Regions from separate parts of the Mus musculus genome. Here region 1 is linked to region 2. Evidence: chromatin contacts called from public Hi-C data. All regions are on one chromosome and are shown on one strand. Each heading gives the region's core, a stretch centred on a gene start, on an enhancer-like site or on the middle of the called end of the contact. The rest is flanking DNA. Distances are from core to core; before and after follow the strand shown. Region 1 overlaps Gm10790 (predicted gene 10790). Region 2 overlaps Adtrp (androgen dependent TFPI regulating protein).

Region 1 (3,905 bases), core at 28-2,527, 110 kb after region 2:
TAGCATAGAATACACTTTGAACTTGGAAATAACCCATCTTTGTTGAAGATTTTCTGTTTTTCACTAGACAAATCTGACATTCTGTTGCCCCTCTACCCCTCACCCACAATCTTCACCTTCACCCCATACACAGGGAAGATAGGTGGGGTCAGTATCAAGGTGACGGGAAGTTCCTTTTATAGGCAACTGAGGCAGCATTCCATTGTGAACCTAGTACCAGCAGTCAGAAATACCAGTATTAGGCAATAGTCAACAATTCAAAAGCTTTTCTAGAAACTGCTATATTTCCACCTTCCAGGTACCTTCCTAACATTCACCTTAAGATTATGTTTCAAGGCAAGAGTTTGACCAATTAAGCAAATTTATCTTCATACCATGTAGAAGCAAGAGCTGTTTAACTGAACATTAGACTCGGTGTCTCTTTTAAAGGCACTGGCTCCTCTCAGCAAAAATAGAATCCAGGGAGTGACAGCAGAGCCTCCTGCCGACTGAGCCATCTTTGCAAATAGTTGTTCTATTTTCAAAAGAAGAATATATTTTTTCAATCATGTTTAGACATTGTGTAGCTTAAAGACAAGCACACAGAGATTAATTGTCGTGCTGTGACCATTAGCAAAGCAGGCCCAAGCTAAATGGTAGGCTCAGAACATCTTTCCCATGCCACACACAGAATCTTATTTTCTGTACTGCTCTTTGATGGTCTCAAGGGTTCACTGTATTTATATAAAGATTCTTTGCCTCTCCAAAGCTTGGAATGTTTTTGTTTTAACATGTCATCTTCAAAGACTCCAGTGTGAAAAGAAGAATTCGTTTTTTAAGAACCTGTTATCTATATTTCAGACTTAATTACCAGAGAAAGGGAACTTTTTATAGCCAATCTGTGTAGATCAGTGGATCCCAAGACGGGAAGTTTTCGTTCCCTAGAGGCCATTTGGAAAAGTCTGAAGATACATGTGGTCACAACTAGTATCTCGTGGGCAGAAGCTAGGGGCTCTTTAAAGTGTCTACAGCGTCCAGGACAGACCCACAGCAGCAAAACAAACCAAAAAAAAAAAAAAAACCAAAACAACAAACAAACCAACAAACCAACAAACAAACAAACAAACAAAAAAACCAAAGAACTATGCAGGCTAAGTGTCAATCGTACTATGGCTGACCCTGCTGTAGATATTTTTCTTGCACATCACAATGGAACTTTGTTCCATCCAATGGAGAATTAGCTCATGATAGAACAGAACAAGTGCCATTGTCCTAAGAAATTGTCCCAGATGTCACGTGTTGCCACGAGTGGACACATATTCCATTTCTCTACATGTCTAGTCAGAGAGAAGACTTCCTCGCTGGGAGTGAGACTCGGTTCATAGCAGTTAAGATTTCCATAGCTCAACACGTTAGAGGAGACTGGTGTTTTTCTTGTTAGTCATGGCAACCATCCCAACTGTCTATGGAGATGATACAAGGAACTCTGCCTTCTGCTGATATTCAGGGGGAAAAAACCCTTACTGAGTATTTACTCTGCCACTGATAGGCAGCATGACCTTGGGGGAACTCCCTGGCTCAACGACGTTATGATTTGTGGTTCTGGATGGCTAGTCACATGTCACATGCTGAGGACACAGGGTCCTGTTCTGTCTACAAATGAATCTAAGTTGTTTTTTGAAAGCCACATCCATGATTTTCAATCCCATCTTTCCCATACACCAACAGAGAGGATTTAATCAAGGGTTGAGGAACCCCTAAATCCTTTTGCTGCTTATGCTCCTATGCTTGTCTTGTTTTCAAGGGTTCTAGACCCCTCTCACCTTTTAGTCACCATAAAAGACATCCTTTGCTTGGGGTAGAGCTTAGGAAGAGACCCATAGAGGTGAAATCAATTCAACATCTTTTTAGTCTTTCTTCTATAATACACAAAACTTGCTAAGACAAACGTATTATCTTATTCTTAGTAACTGTCACAAGCACCCAAATTTCAAGGCAGTAACCATCCAACTTTCAATGTAAAATCAAAGTGGTTGGTATTCTGTACAAAGCCTTCATCACTGAAAGCCTATGCCAACAAAGAGGCTGGACAGGGGGCATGCAACATATTGTTCAATCTACTTGAAGTGCTAACCACAATTATAGTAATAGGATGTGGTGGTTTGAAAAGAGATGTCCCCACTAGACTCATGTGTGTGAATGTTTGCCTCATGGAGAGTGGCACTATTAGAGATATAGCCTTGATGGAGTAGGTGTGACCTTGTTGGAGAAAGTCTGTCACAGTGGAGGCCAGCTCTGAGTCTCATATGGTCAAGCTAGGCCTAGTGGGGGCAGTCTCTTTCTGCTGCCTGTGGATCAAGATGGAGGACTCCCAGCTCCATCTCCTGTACCACATCTGCCTGCATCTTGCTTTGTCTCCTTCCATGATAATAGACTAAATCTCCAAAACGGTAAGCCAGCCCCAATTAAATGTTTTCCTTTATATGAGTTGCCACGATCATGGTGTCTCTTCACAGTTAGAACCCTAACTAGACACAGGGGTAATGTGAGTTAAGAATAATGGCTTTATCTTAAAAAATATTTTTTGTCAGTGTTAAGCATGTCCATGGGGCCCCCAAAACCCAAACTGATTAAATGTCAGAATTCTGGGGAATAAATAGAAAACTCTAAAAAGTGACCAAGGACAGCCTCACACTTACTGTGGAGACAGAAGGACTCACAGTACTGAAGTGTCCTTGGACGGAATGCACATTGGTGTCAGATATTCTTTTAACAACAAAAGATATCTGAAGGTAAGATGGCAATGTCTACAGAGTTGAGAAGGAAGATGAAGTTAGACTTAGAATTACATATCCAATCTGTAATCTGTGATGAACAAGGGTAAAATAAAAAACATCCCCTGATAAACAATAACATAAAGAATACACCACTCACAAATCACATGTGGAAATGTTACCTGAAGGACTTGCTCTAGAAATCTATAAAGTTTTGCTTCTTTGGTTTTGTTTTGTTTGGTTTTGTTTTGTTTGGTTTGGTTTTGTTCATTTGAGACTGGGTCTCACGTAGACTAGTTTGTCCTCAAACTCAACATGTAGTTGAGGATAACCGAACTCCTGATTATCCTGCCTTTATCTCTCAAGTGCTAGGATAATAGGCACACAGCACCATGGCCAGTTTTATGATGAACTGGCATAAGACAAGAGCATGGGGTGTGGGGACATGCAGTAATGGAGTGTGATCAGAAAAGGATGGGCAAGTCAGGATACAGACTGTAGGATTAAACAGACTTAACCAGATGCTCTGTCTGGAGCAGCAGCAGTTAACACAGGATCGCATTACTCTCCAACAGATTCCTGCGCGAGCGAGATTTATCAAGTCATAATAGTTATACTGTGTTTTAGAATAATATCTGAAGACAAAGCATGGGAGGCCTAATTAAAGCGTGCTCATTGAATTTAAACGTTATAAATCTTAGCAATAAAAGATAATTAGACCAAGCCGAATAGGGAAGCAGAGAGGATCAGAGAGTGAAGATAAATACACAAGTTTAAGTCTTAATTTTTCCATAATATAAGCAGAAAGGTACTGTCTAAAACAGATAATGCAAGAATACAGAAGAATGGGACTTGGGGCAGCTGCTCCGTGTTACTCTTACTTTTGACGTTTTCCTGGAGGCCTCGGGCGATGAGGTTGGATAAGACAAATAAGTTATAAGCACAGAACTGGAAAGGAGGTAGAGAGAAGATTCCTATTTGTAGATAACACATTCCCACAAAAGCAGGACCACAGAGAATCTTCTCAGAAACTGTTGCAGATTGTAAATGAGCCCTGCGTGTGAGTAGGGCCTGACAGAAATTGATAGCCTTAATAAATTAGAAGGAAAGATAACATTTGCAGAAACAGCAGAAGGTAAATTACCAAGAAGA
Region 2 (4,002 bases), core at 209-2,708:
GCAAGAAGATTCAGTTCCTCCCTGCATTCCCATGTTGATCATTCTTTCACAGTGACCTGTTGCGCGCGCCCAACTGGCCAGGAAGAACGACGCTGCTACAGGATCCTTCTGCACACGTTTATTCAGTCCTATTTCTTCTTGTTTATATCTCCCCTGTTTATATCTCCCCTGTTTTTATCTCCCTTGTTTTTATATCTCCCCTGTTTTTATATCTCCCTTGTTTTTATATCTCCCCCTTGTTTATATATCTCCCCCGAACCCTGGGCCTCTCACTCCTTTTATACTCTCTCTCATCCACGAACCGCAGGCCATGCCCCCTCGCCAGTCACGAGGCTTCAGCTAATCAGGGCAGCAGGGGCAAATCTCCACCAAATTGGATTCACCTGTATCCTGGTACACCTGCGCAGCACTCAAGATGTTTGTGTCTTATATGAGGAAGTCAGGTGCAAGTCATACGACTTAGCTACAGTCCCTGGCGCCTTTGGGACTGCCGCCACACCCGCTCCCCACAGTGACCCCTGTATTCCTCACCCAGAGGACCACTAGTGTCAACCTCCTGTTGATGGTATTCTTAGACATGGCACACTGCCATATTGTCATTTCCAGCTGTTCCCCAAACCCTGAAATTGACTTAAAATCTCACTTGTGAGTATAAAATCTGGTGACCTATGTGCAGGTTAAATCGATAGCAAGGTCACTCTCAGGACCCTCCACACTCCTGAGAAAGCATGCCTGGGACACCCATACCAACTTCCCCTTACCCAGAAAGTTGATCTACTTCCTTCTTCTTGTTTTCTTAGAGAAAAGAAAATCAAAAGGGCTCTAAAGGTTATGAGAAATCTTCTCAACAAAGAACAGTAAAATGTGGCTTTTGGGAGTCTGAATTTGTGTCTGGAGATAATATGCCCAAAACATGATTGGTGAGGTGTCTGGAATACCCCTCTGGAATGATTCAGCACCTTTCACTTTCCCAATGCAGGAAACACAATACAGCAAAAACTCCCCTGCAGTCCTCTGCATGTTGATGCGTTTTAGCTTTCAGGTCTGAGTTCTTGCTGGCAGCATCTGTTCTTTGGAAGGGAAGTGAAAGGCTGAACTCCTTTGAGGTTTTTCTTAAAATTCTGTTCTTAAAATAAGACAGCCATGATTACCAGTCAGCAGAAGAAATGCTGGGTTTGGTGAAGACCATTAAAGAAGTGGTTCTTCCTGGTGAAGCTTTGAACAAGGGTCCGCTTCTTCCGTACAAGATAACCCCACACATCACCCTTCTGTAGGAACCTTTGCTTATATATGGAGTCCACTTCTCAGTGTCAAGCTCTGACTAGCCATTGCCCAAGGGGCCTTTCACTCATGTTCATTCACAGAGAAAGGATGCTTCTATTTTCAACCATGTATTCTTCGCTTTCTTTTGAACACATCTCATTAATCTGGTGGCTTCCACGATTGTGTGTCTGTTTCTCTTCTGCCTTTCATCTTCAGCCACACTTCTCCCCAGTTTCAATGACCTTTTGAACTCTCCTTGGCTACAGGAATGTTGCTGTCTAATGCACACCCAGCAATGGAAATAACCAAGGAAATCGGAGATCAGTGAAAGTCTCCACTGAAAGGTCTACCTTTGAGCCACAATGGAAGCCATGATGGATGCTATGCGTCCTTCAATAAAACAGATGCTCTAACCATGGCGTTGTGCTTGTCTTAAACCATCCTCAAGTATACCATGTCTCACTCAAGTAGAAACAGAGTTTGCATAGCTATTTCAAGGCACTAGGGAATTCAGTGGAATTTCATTACAACTTTCTGTAGAAAAGGAAAACACACCCACACCAAATTTCAAAAGTATCAATTGCTTCCACAGTAAACGTCTCTTCTGCCTCCAGTGCCACCTGACTTCATCATATACTACTGTGTCCCTAAAGAGAAAGAATCTTGGGGTCAGTCAAGATTCCAAAGAAGCAATGAAACGAAGCAGTGACACCTTGGTCCTTTCATGCAATCTTCATTGTTTCTTAGATACAATGAGATCTATAAGGCATTTATGATCCAAAGGCAAACTCTACTCTTGAAGACTTCACCGAAGGACAAAATTTTCTATAATCAAGAAAACACAGGCTAGAGAGATGGCTAGAGAGATGGCTCACTGACTGCTCTTCCAGAGGTCCTGAGTTCAATTCCGAACAACCACATGGTGGCTCACAACCATCTGTAATGGGATCTGATGCACTCACAACTCTTCTGGTGTGCTTGAAGAGAGCAATGGTATACTCGTATAAATAATAATAATATTTTAAAAAAGAAAAGAAAAACACAAATACTAACATGATGTGTTGTATGCACTGTGAAGGGAGACTGAGAAACTATGCCTGGAAATACACAGAGAAATGCACAGTATGGACAGATTAGGGATGGCCATTCAGAGGTCAGGATTAATACTGTTTTGCAGCAATAAAGAGAGCCATATAAGAGCAGGTGAGACTATGTTCATAGCAGCCTTGTTTATAATAGCCAGAAGCTGGAAAGAACCCAGATGCCCCTCAACAGAGGAATGGATACAGAAAATGTGGTACATTTACACAATGGAATACTACTCAGCTATTAAAAAAATGAATTTATGAAATTCCTAGGCAAATGGATGGACCTGGAAGGTATCATCCTGAGTGAAGTAACCCAATCACAAAGGAACTCGCACAATATGTACTCACTGATAAGTGGATATTAGCCCAGAAACTTAGGATACCCAAGATATAAGATACAACTTGCCAAACGCATGAAATTCAAGAAGAACAAAGACCAAAGTGTGGACACTTTACCCTTTCTTAGAAATGGGAACAAAACACCCATAGAAGGAGTTACAGAGACACAATTTGGATCTGTGACGAAATGATGGACCATCTAGTGATTGCCATATGCAGGGATCCATCCCATAATCAGCTTCCAAATGCTGACACCATTGCATACACTAGCAAGATTTTGCTGAAAGGACCCAGATATAGCTCTCTCTTGTGAGACTATGCCGGGGCCTAGCAAACACAGAAGTAGATGATCACAGTCAGCTATTGGATGGGTCACACGGCCCCTAATGGAGGAGCTAGAGAAATTACCCAAGGAGCTAAAGGGAACTGCAACCCTATAGGTGGAACAACAATATGAACTAACCAGTACCCGGGAGCTCTTGTCTTTAGCTGCATATGTATCAAAAGATGGCCTAGTCGGTCATCACTGCAAAGAGAGGCCCATTGGACACGCAAACTTTATATGCCCCAGTACAGGGGAACGCCAGGGCCAAAAAGGGGCAGTGGGTGGGTAGGGGATTGGGGGGGGGGTGGGTATGGGGGACCTTTGGGATAGCATTGAAAATGTAAACGAGGAAAATACCTAATTTAAAAAAAAAAAAAAGAGCAGGTGAGGAGGTTTCCAGGTAAGAAGGACAGTATAAGCAAGTCCTAGTGTAGGAAAGACTTCAAGGTTGATTGGGACAGAGAAATGGCAAGAACACCTAAAACTCACCAGACATTGGTGACATATACCCTTAATACCAGCACTTGGAGGCAGAAGCAGGCAGATCTTTGTGAGTTTGAAGCCAGCCAGGGCTATATATTAAGACCTTGCCTCAATACAGACAGACAGGCAGGCAGACAAATTCATCTCAGCACATCAAGAAGAGAGGGGGGCCCCTCTGAGCTGTCAGTAGTCAGCCTGATAAACATAGTTGAAATGAACTAGGAAGCCATGGAGGAGAACCAAGCGAGATGGTTCATCTGTTTTACTATCATGAGGAGAAAGTTGAGAATAGCAACAGTTATGACCAGTTTAGGGCTCTGCAATGGGTCCTAGGAAGTGGTTGTAGCCCCAGCACATCAGCAGTGGCTCTAGAAGGTGCCCAGGAATGCTATCTACTTCCTTGGGTAGAATGGATAAGATATCAAAGGAACTGGCAAGGACAATACTGGCTGTTTTTATCTCTTAAATAATTTTTTTTTGGTTTATATAGTTATTGAGCATAGT

The links. Hi-C and Micro-C count contacts between places; a contact is called where the count stands out from the background.
Region 1: a contact with region 2 is called in a Hi-C map of the CH12 cell line, with 2.5 times the contacts expected there. The contact joins two enhancer-like sites. A contact is called at or near these places in 4 of 39 promoter capture datasets (3T3-L1-derived adipocytes, embryonic stem cells, liver and 1 more), 1 of 484 Hi-C or Micro-C datasets (the CH12 cell line) and 1 of 9 other capture datasets (embryonic stem cells).

The regions. Positions count from the first base shown.
Region 1 is chr13:41,896,219-41,900,123 of GRCm38.p6, forward strand. The region is part of intron 3 of Gm10790 (predicted gene 10790); the gene reads left to right. Among named protein-coding and RNA genes, the nearest start is that of Gm22157, 3.5 kb to the right of the region's middle. Within about 2 kb of position 1,278, at least 23 of the 459 cell types and tissues checked have an H3K27ac peak or open chromatin away from gene starts, as enhancers often do. A contact at or near this core is called in the CH12 cell line, where this site is marked.
Region 2 is chr13:41,787,318-41,791,319 of GRCm38.p6, forward strand. The region is part of intron 4 of Adtrp (androgen dependent TFPI regulating protein); the gene reads right to left. Among named protein-coding and RNA genes, the nearest start is that of Adtrp, 58 kb to the right of the region's middle. Within about 2 kb of position 1,459, at least 49 of the 459 cell types and tissues checked have an H3K27ac peak or open chromatin away from gene starts, as enhancers often do. A contact at or near this core is called in the CH12 cell line, where this site is marked.